Regions from separate parts of the Oryzias latipes genome. Here region 1 is linked to region 2. Evidence: chromatin contacts called from public Hi-C data. All regions are on one chromosome and are shown on one strand. The core of a region is the stretch at or near the end of the contact, and the rest is flanking DNA. Distances in the headings are between cores, read along the strand shown.

Region 1 (4,473 bases), core at 716-3,215, 220 kb after region 2:
CGGGACATTTGCCAGAACTTTTAATAATTAGCGGCTTTGATTTTGACTCAAAAAAAGACATAAAAGACAGAATCAGCACTTTGTGTTTAGTGTTTTTCTCAGCCAAATAATCAAGTCTGCTGCTTTCAAATCACTACCTAAGACAAAAATGTGTATGTGTTTATATGTTTTTCATCAATTCCTGATGAAAAAAATAACTAGCTTATTTGAAAATTATTTAATAAAGATCCATTTTAATGATCACTATATTTTAATTGTAATTTTAAATCATTAATTTGTCATCGATTGCTCCACCTTTCATCCCAAGATGAATATCTGTATATGATTTTTATTAATCTTATTTTGACAGCATGGAGGAAGAAAGTGCCGTTGGTGTTGGTGTCCCCGTTAACCCGTTTATGCTTACCAGCCGGTTGTTGTTGTGCGCCCTCTTGTGGAAAATACGCATTATGCCCATCACTTAACTCTGATGCCATTGCTAAAATGTTGCAATTTGCTCTCAGTGTAAACGTTTTTTGGAGCTGGTGCAGATCTAAAGACAAAATATTTTTTTTATAAAAACCGACTGGTTCCATATTTTTCTATTTCGTGAATCCTTGCTTATCTTTTTCTTACCGTGTTTTGCGCTGTCGCTGCTGTTGACTTCTTCTGTTGTTTTTTCGCTGCCCGCGTGTGACTTACGTCATGTGGTGTAATACCGCCACCTACTGGACGGTGTCGGAATTTAATAACAGAGGAAACCACCGTTTTCCTTGAAATTAAATCTTTTGACAAACGGTTTTGGGGTACTGGGCTGTATTAGCAAGAAATCACATGTGAATGTACAATTATGTATTTTAAAAATATATAATTTCGCAATTTTTTAGGTGATTCTGGTTATTTTTCAAATGTATTCTTCTCTACTTTACATATTCCTTTTAACAACAATTATTTATGAAAATTGATATAATGGTTTTTGCTAACATGAGGTTTTGAAAAACTGTTTTTATTTATAATTTTTATGATCTCTATTGTCTCTTGGTTAAAAAAGGGGTTTTGATTTGTGAGCTTTTACTAATGTCTCACTATTTTCTTTTCTTGTTGCTGTCTTGTTTGACATCTTACTCACTACTGATAAGAGGGTCAGGTTATCCCTGCATAGTGATTTCAACATTTTGATAAGTCAAATCCACCTGATCCGGATTTTGGGGTTTTTGTTTAAAAACAATTACTGGTTTCAAAGTTTGTGTGAGACCGTGGCACCACAAATTTATGTTAAAAGGGATATGTAGTGAATTCCGAAACTTTAAGTCAAGAAGTCTTAATTATTTTACTTTTTCTTTGTGTTTTTTTTTCTTCTTCTTTTTATCAAAAAATATTTTTTATTTTTCGTTTGTTTTTTGTAATGTGATGCTAATTTTCTTCCTCTTAGACAGTGATGTTTTTTTTTTCATCTTTATTCAACCAGTATGTTCCCTCGTCGTTCCCTTGTTATGTCTTAGAAGTTCCAATTTTAAGCTATCACTTGTAAAACTGGTAAACGTTTTAGTAGAAAGTATATTTCGAGTCAGCAATAAGTATGTCACAATTTTAAATAAATGTATTCCTTTAAAAAAAAGAACAACTATGGCATCTGGCATCTTTTCTCCTTAAAGAGGAAATAAACAATTATATTCTACTTTCAACCACAGATTGTCAAAAACAAAAGCAGTCTGTTTTACAACTGAATCAAGGACAAAGGTCTGTAGAGAACTTTATTTGCAGTTAGATTTTATTATGTGTGTTACTAATAGTTGTTATTTGTTATCTTATACTGTCATTTTATGATTTAGCATGTTTATAGCATTATAACTAATTAAACACAAATGTGACTGTTGGATTTTCTTTGTCTTTTCTCATTATGACTGGCCCTCATAGTCCTTCACGCAACGTCGTGCTTTTATTTTGAAGGAAGTTCGGAAGTGAAGCATCTCCCGGAAGTTTTTGTTTTCTCACCTGTCAGTTCGGAGCAGACACTGTGGAGGTGTCCATCCTGGCCCCAGTGTTTCTACCTGACAGCGGGTCTTTTTTTTCCCCGAACACAAATGGAAATTTTATGTGGCTACTTTATGGTAAATTGAGGAAATCGTCTAACACGGCAAGTCGAAGTTAAATCTATAAAATCTTAAATCCAATATTTCTTCACCTAGCTTGAAGACGTTAGCTAAGATCAGCTAGCTGTTGTCATGATCTTCACAGGTCGATGATACCTTCGCTCGTGTTTTAAATGTGTATATTAGACATTATTAATTCGTATCGTCTGTGTTTTATATTGTACCTTATTAGTGGAGCGGTCTATAGGTGTAAGTCGCTATTAACTAACAGCGTTAGCTTCGTTAAGACCACATTTCCCTTTGTTTACATCGTTATTTTTGGACGCTTTTCTTGCAGTTGTAGGGTACAGAGCTTTTGGTATCGTCACATCTTGATGGCTAGCTTTCAAAGGAGGAAATGATTTTTAAAATGACTGATTTCACAGACGACTTTCGTTTTCGTGAGTTACTGTTGGGGTCGCTTTCGATTTCTCCTGTTGGTCTCTTGAGTTCTTTTCTTGACTGGCACGATGACTCTGCACCATGTGCATTAGCGGGCTGTTTAGCCAAAAGGGGTGAGAGAAAAAAGCGTAGTATATTTGACGATCTAAGTGGGCTGACTTTTGCATTTGCTGAATCACTGTATGCAAACATCTCCAGTTTCTCTTAGCTGGACTGATCTGCTGAACGCTTTGTAACTAGATTAAACGAGGAAAATCGAGCTTCTTTGTTGTTAACTTCTAATGTGTTTTTATAAATTGTACCTAAAACTGGTTTCTACTAATATAGTTTTTTTTTCATGCGCATGTTAATTTCAAGACATTTGTAAGTTGTTGTTTTTTACAGACTTTCCGAGTTTAGAAATAGTTGTTAAAGTTTTTATGGTAATGCATTTTCTATTATGTTGCTTGTTCCTCTATCTGCATCTCTGAACTGTCTTCCTTTTGATGAAACAGTTTGGATCACTGTTGAAGTCCTGGGGTAGTATTGGATTTAGATACATCTCAAGCAACTAAAGTGGAAACCTTCTGATTAGTCTTTTTATACAAGAGATAAAAATGACTCTAATTTGATTTTCAAACACAAAATAAAACAGTTAGACATGGCAAACATAAAACAATAAAGTGCTTGAAAAAGGGGCGTGTAGAAGAAAGCTTACTTATTCCCACCCCCAATTATGCCACGTCTGACATGCATGTTTACAGCCTAACATAGATTCACATAAAATGAACACACCCAGAGCAAATAACACTGAAACAATTTGTGCTTTTTGTTTGATATGTAATCCCCTCCTCTAAGAAAACTTAGTATTGTAAATATTATTATTATTATTTATTTTTTGTACTCTCTTTTTATATACTTTAAGATACTCTATTTTCTTATCAGCAAACTCTGTTTTTGATATGTTTCTGCTACGTTTATTACTTGCTGAGGTTGAATGAGTTTGGAATGATGACAATAGTTGTTGCGGCTGATGATCTATTTGATTCCTTGATGTTATGTTTTGTAATCTAATGTTATGATCAGTAAAGTTGGGGGTGGGGGGGGGGCATAGATTCACATAAATATAGTGTAAGATTTTTACTCATTTTGATACTGTTACTTCTTCACTTATTTGTATCTCCCATTGTAATCCATTGCTACAGATTAGTTTTGTGCAAACATGGAGCCCCTGGCAGTGGATGACGACATTTGTATCCTCAAACACGAGACCGCTTACACGGCTGCTGTCGAGAGTCCGGTGTCGGTCTGCGCGGGGGACGAATCTGTGGCTTCCCACTTTGCCTTGGTCACGGCGTACGAAGACATTAAGAAGAGGCTCAGAGATACGGAGCGGGAGAACGCCTTGCTAAGAAAGAGGGTCAAACAGCTCGAAGACAAGGTATGATTGGAAACATGGCGGACATTAAGAGCTGGGGGGTTAAAGATGATAAAAATGGAGGAAAGAAAGATGTGGGAAAAAAAATGTATAAGGTATTGGCAATGAACAAAAATGAGACATTTTAAGTAATAAAAATTCTCCTACAAAACTTCATTCATTCATTAGTAATCTATAGTCACTCAAAGTTGCACAGAAGTCATCTTCCTGTCTGAAACAGAGATGGTCTGACTTTACGATATATTTTCAGTAAAAAAAATATAAGAATTCTGAATTTAAATGATATTAAATAAAGTAATAATAATAATTATATAGCTTTATAATAAACACATTCAGAGACGTATTTTCATCCCTTTTTCCTATTCTTGGCTGTAGCTCTTTAGGCCAGAGACGCCATCGGAGGGTCCCCAATATGTGAACAAGGCCTTCAGCGCATACAGAGGAATTTACATTGAGAAGGAGGACTTGCAGATGGAGCTCAACAAACTAGTGGGTCTTTAAATAATTGGTGCAGAGAAATATGGACCAGAAAGACGGATATTG
Region 2 (4,169 bases), core at 905-3,404:
CAAAAGGTTTTAATGGCACATATTTAATCTTGAAATAGGCAGTAATTTTAAAAATAAAATAATGGAAAAGCTTATTTTTGTAGTTATAAATAGTGTCCAAAAAGGTACGTAATGTTAGGAAACAACCCACACTTTTTTGTAACTGATGTTGAAGTATACTTGGCGGTACCAAATGTGGCAGTTCCTCATACAATTCTGGGTTTAAAATGAAAAGATTTCCTGTTATTAAAAGATTATTGACTGCCTAGTTTACAGAAAATCTGTTTGGTCTTTATTTTTAACTTTTACCCTCCCAATCACGTGAACTGTTTATCTGTTTGACAGGCTTCATTTTTGCTGTCTAGGTCTATAGGAAGACAAAAGACAGGGTTTATGGATGCGGTGAATATGAAGGTGACTGGTTTTAGAGGAGAAGATGTAGAAGACGGGGTTTGATGGAGAAAGCTTATTCGTTGCAGTGGCCCCTGTAAGGAAAAGTCAAAAGGAAAAGAAGAAGAAGAATTCCAATGAAATGTCAAAGATTTTAGGTCCAGTGCATGCTTCCACCTATAGAAGTCAGTTTTTTTTAAAGGTCTGCTCCAATAAAACTGTTTTTACCACGTTCTTGTAGCTTTTTCCTCATGATGGAGGACATATATATAAAAACAATTAGGATTAAAATAGCCAAATATCTGAGTATTTCTTGATTCAAATCTTGGGGAATCAGGAGCCGATGAAAAAATCAGTTTGAGAAAACCTGTTGTTCTGATGCAGCTGCTACAGTCGGCGGGGCACAAGCTCCCTGCTCCGCTCCATTTCGACACGTCCACTTGTAGACAAATAGATCCAAGTATGTCTTCGTTTTCTTAGTCTGAGCTGGCATCTGTGTCAAAACCTGTACGTTTAGATAACTTCGATATTGCTCGCAATTTTAGTTGCACCGGTAATGTTAGATTGGGGTTGTTAGGGGCTGTAAGGTAGCGGTAGAGAGTGTGAACAAAGAGATCATGGGAAATGTGAGCAGACTTACTTCGCACCAGCAGTCCAACCCAAAACACAGAGGTGAATTTCTAATGACCTACTGCTGCTCTGCATAAACTATGTCCTAGAAGCCGACACAGGCTTTTTATTTTGGCTAAAAAATGCATCATTAAAAATAAAAGACCAATGGAAACGCTTTGAAAACTAATCAAAAGATGATTAGAGTGGGATTTTAATCCAAGATGAGCATGTCACCTCATGATTAATCTTTCAATTCCTTTTTTAAAACCAACTGATGTCCACAAACAAAGAGCTCCACTGACAGCAACCCCATTTCTAAAACCATTTTTTAATGCTTTGCAGTGAATCTACACTTCTGGTTAAGATTTGAAAGCCCTAAAAACATAAGGAAATAGCCTTTTTAATAAAATGCACAATGCTCATAATCAACAAACTTGTGTTTGCACATATTAAATAAACAGTCAACTGCGAAAAGTTTAACAAAACAAACACAAAGTTACATGGCACACAGTCTTGGAAATTTTAAGTCAGTGTCCTCTATCTGCGTTTTCGACACACCAGTGGTTGCCAGGCAGCATGTGACAAGGGTAAACAAAGCAACAACTTTAGGGCTTTTGAGTCATGCTTATCTAACTCATTTAATACTGACATTTAAAACTGATTGAATATGTGGAGTTTCTTTTTTTATTGATCTTTCTCTGCATCTTGGTGCTTTCTGGTGTCTCCCTAGTTATTAAATGATATCATACAGGCAGACAGAAAAAAAAATCCGGGACTTCTCTTGTTTCCATAAAGTGGTGCAAAATCCTGAGACATATTCTGCGTGCACATGCAACAACACTCAACAGAATTAGTGGCAGGCTTTTAGCACTTCACTCTGCGGAGCTGAAAGCTGAGCGGGAGTTTTCTTAGTCCAACAACTCCTTGACAGAGACACAATTATGACTCATATTTTTCATAGACTCCTTTTCAAGAACCTGAGCTGAACATGGATTGGGGAACTTGCAGGTATTAACACATCCTACAGTGTTGTAATCCCAAAGCTTGTTTGTTCTGCATTCACTGCAAGTCAAGTTTATCAAGAGCTTGTGACAACTCAAGAAACAGACAGAAGCATTGGACTTTACCCTGTTGATTACATCCCTAAACCTTCTCTGCTTGTTTCATTGAAACATTCAAGTATATGTTGTGCATTTAGTCACCATTAAGCACAAAGCAAGGTTGCATTTAGCAGCTGAATGTCCCAGTCTGGCTGCTCCATTGTACCCTCGAGTAGGAGGTGTTGCATCTTCAGGAGTCTGTGTGCACTGCTCCTCCCTCCCTCCTCTCCTTCTCTCAGCTGTGTTAGGGCTCTACACTCATTTTCTGTCGAGCCGGTCATTCCTCAACTCTCTCCGGCTCCCTTCTTCCCTGTCATCTTTCTCAAGAGCGATCTCCCCCGCCCCCACTCTCAGCCTCCATCTACAAACAAACCAGCTTTTCAAGGTAAGATCCAATCACAACACACAACATGCTTTAAAAAAATTTTTTTTAGCACATAATGTGCTCAACAGAACGCTTGAACCCTTCAGCTCTCTGAAATCACTGGATGAGGCAGTCAGATTTCTGAATTCATCCCCGTGTGTGTTATTCCAGACCGCATCAACCAGTTTCAACAAGCAGAGCCAATAACATGTTTTCCAAAGACAGCGTGTTCAAACGGCTGACTTCAAAAAAACACTCAAAGTGTTTTCAGTCATTAAATGTGTCATGCTGTGCACGCTTTATCATTAGACCTGTTGATTTTCCTGACTGACGTCCAGGCTTGCTGAAATTCTCTGACATTAAATACTTTATTTATGCGCTGGAGAAAGTGAATCATATTGTAACGCATGCAGGACAGAGTTCCTCCCTCTGCAAGGACACACACAGCAAGTTGAATGGTGGTGACTCTAAGGTGAAAGTAAATGTGGTTGTAATACAGTAAATGATTGCCTTTCTGTTTAACTCTACACCATCCCAATGTAAATTCACCTCGCAATTAGCATTTATGCAATGAAAGAAGCTGAAAACGTAAGGTGCCCATCATAGCAATGGCAGAGCTAGAATATTTAATATTGGCAACAGAAGACTCTGAAAGGGTGGCAAACAAAAACAACAGAGCTGAAAGCAATTACACATGAAAGGATCAAAAATACCTTTTTTAAAACAGTTTTATTATTTATAATAAAAATAAAATAGCACTTCTTTTAGAAGAGGTGTTATTATGTTATTTTTAACATCAGAGTTGTGTTCTTTTTGCAATAATTATAGAAGCTTGTATTGGTAATTTCTTCATCTTTGTCAATAATTATACTAATATTTACTCAAAAAATGGGGGGATAAAGCTTTTTGCTGCCACCCCTGCATCAAAGGAATGACGGGTATATAGTGACACAAAAAAGACAATCTAATCCACTTTTGTGCATATTTATTTCATGTACAAAGAGCCCTTTACTCTAAAATTACACTCCAAAACCTATTGAACATGTGAAACCTGTTTAAGGTTTGGCTAAAGTGTAGGGACAAAAAGAAAAATAAACCCTGAAACACATGCAAAACTGTTATATGATTTATTGTTGGGACTCTATTTAGATTCAATGAAATGTAGTATTGAGGGAAAATCCTGATTTTATTCCTTAAACAAAGGTGGACTGCTTTTCCATTTCCATAATGACATGGGTTTTGCCACAGCACTATTGTTATGAAGAGCTTGCAACAACCCAAGAGTAGTCCATTAGTTAGACCCTTCAGAGCATAAATAACATGTTCATATAACACCGGCGAAACAAGGTTGAGCAAAACCATGAGAGTTGCAGGAATGCGCTGCTGAAGCAAGACAGAGCTTCTAACAAAGATCCTTGACAACTCCTCTCTTTCTGTTACAATCTTGGACTTACAAAGAGATTTTGATTTGTGTCCAAAAAGAACAGTTTGCATTTGCAAGGATCCAACTGCCCAAGGATGAAAAATGAAAGTTGGAGGTTCTTGCTTTTACCAACAAACTGAGCTCTCTTTTCAGTGCGCTACTGACATTTCTTTTAAAACTTTCCTGATGCCTGAGAACTGCTGCATTTTGTCTCAGTGTTTTAACAGTCTGAAACCACACAGCTGTGGACTGGCACCTGCTTGCACATATAGATAGCCTTTCAACTATTTAAGGAGGATAA

The links. A called contact is a pair of places that touch in the nucleus more often than the background predicts.
Region 1: a Hi-C map of embryo shows a contact between it and region 2, with 2.3 times the contacts expected there. The contact joins the promoter of azi2 here to the promoter of LOC101165837 in region 2. A contact is called at or near these places in 2 of 5 Hi-C or Micro-C datasets (embryo and fibroblasts).

The regions. Positions count from the first base shown.
Region 1 is chr16:13,387,634-13,392,106 of ASM223467v1, forward strand. It overlaps azi2 (5-azacytidine-induced protein 2), which reads left to right and starts at 1,966. Exons shown (of 8, transcript XM_011485046.3): 1 at 1,966-2,116; 2 at 3,698-3,933; 3 at 4,306-4,419. The coding sequence starts at 3,715.
Region 2 is chr16:13,171,510-13,175,678 of ASM223467v1, forward strand. LOC101165837 (ectonucleoside triphosphate diphosphohydrolase 3) reads left to right here and starts at 2,155. Exons shown (of 4, transcript XM_023964597.1): 1 at 2,155-2,466.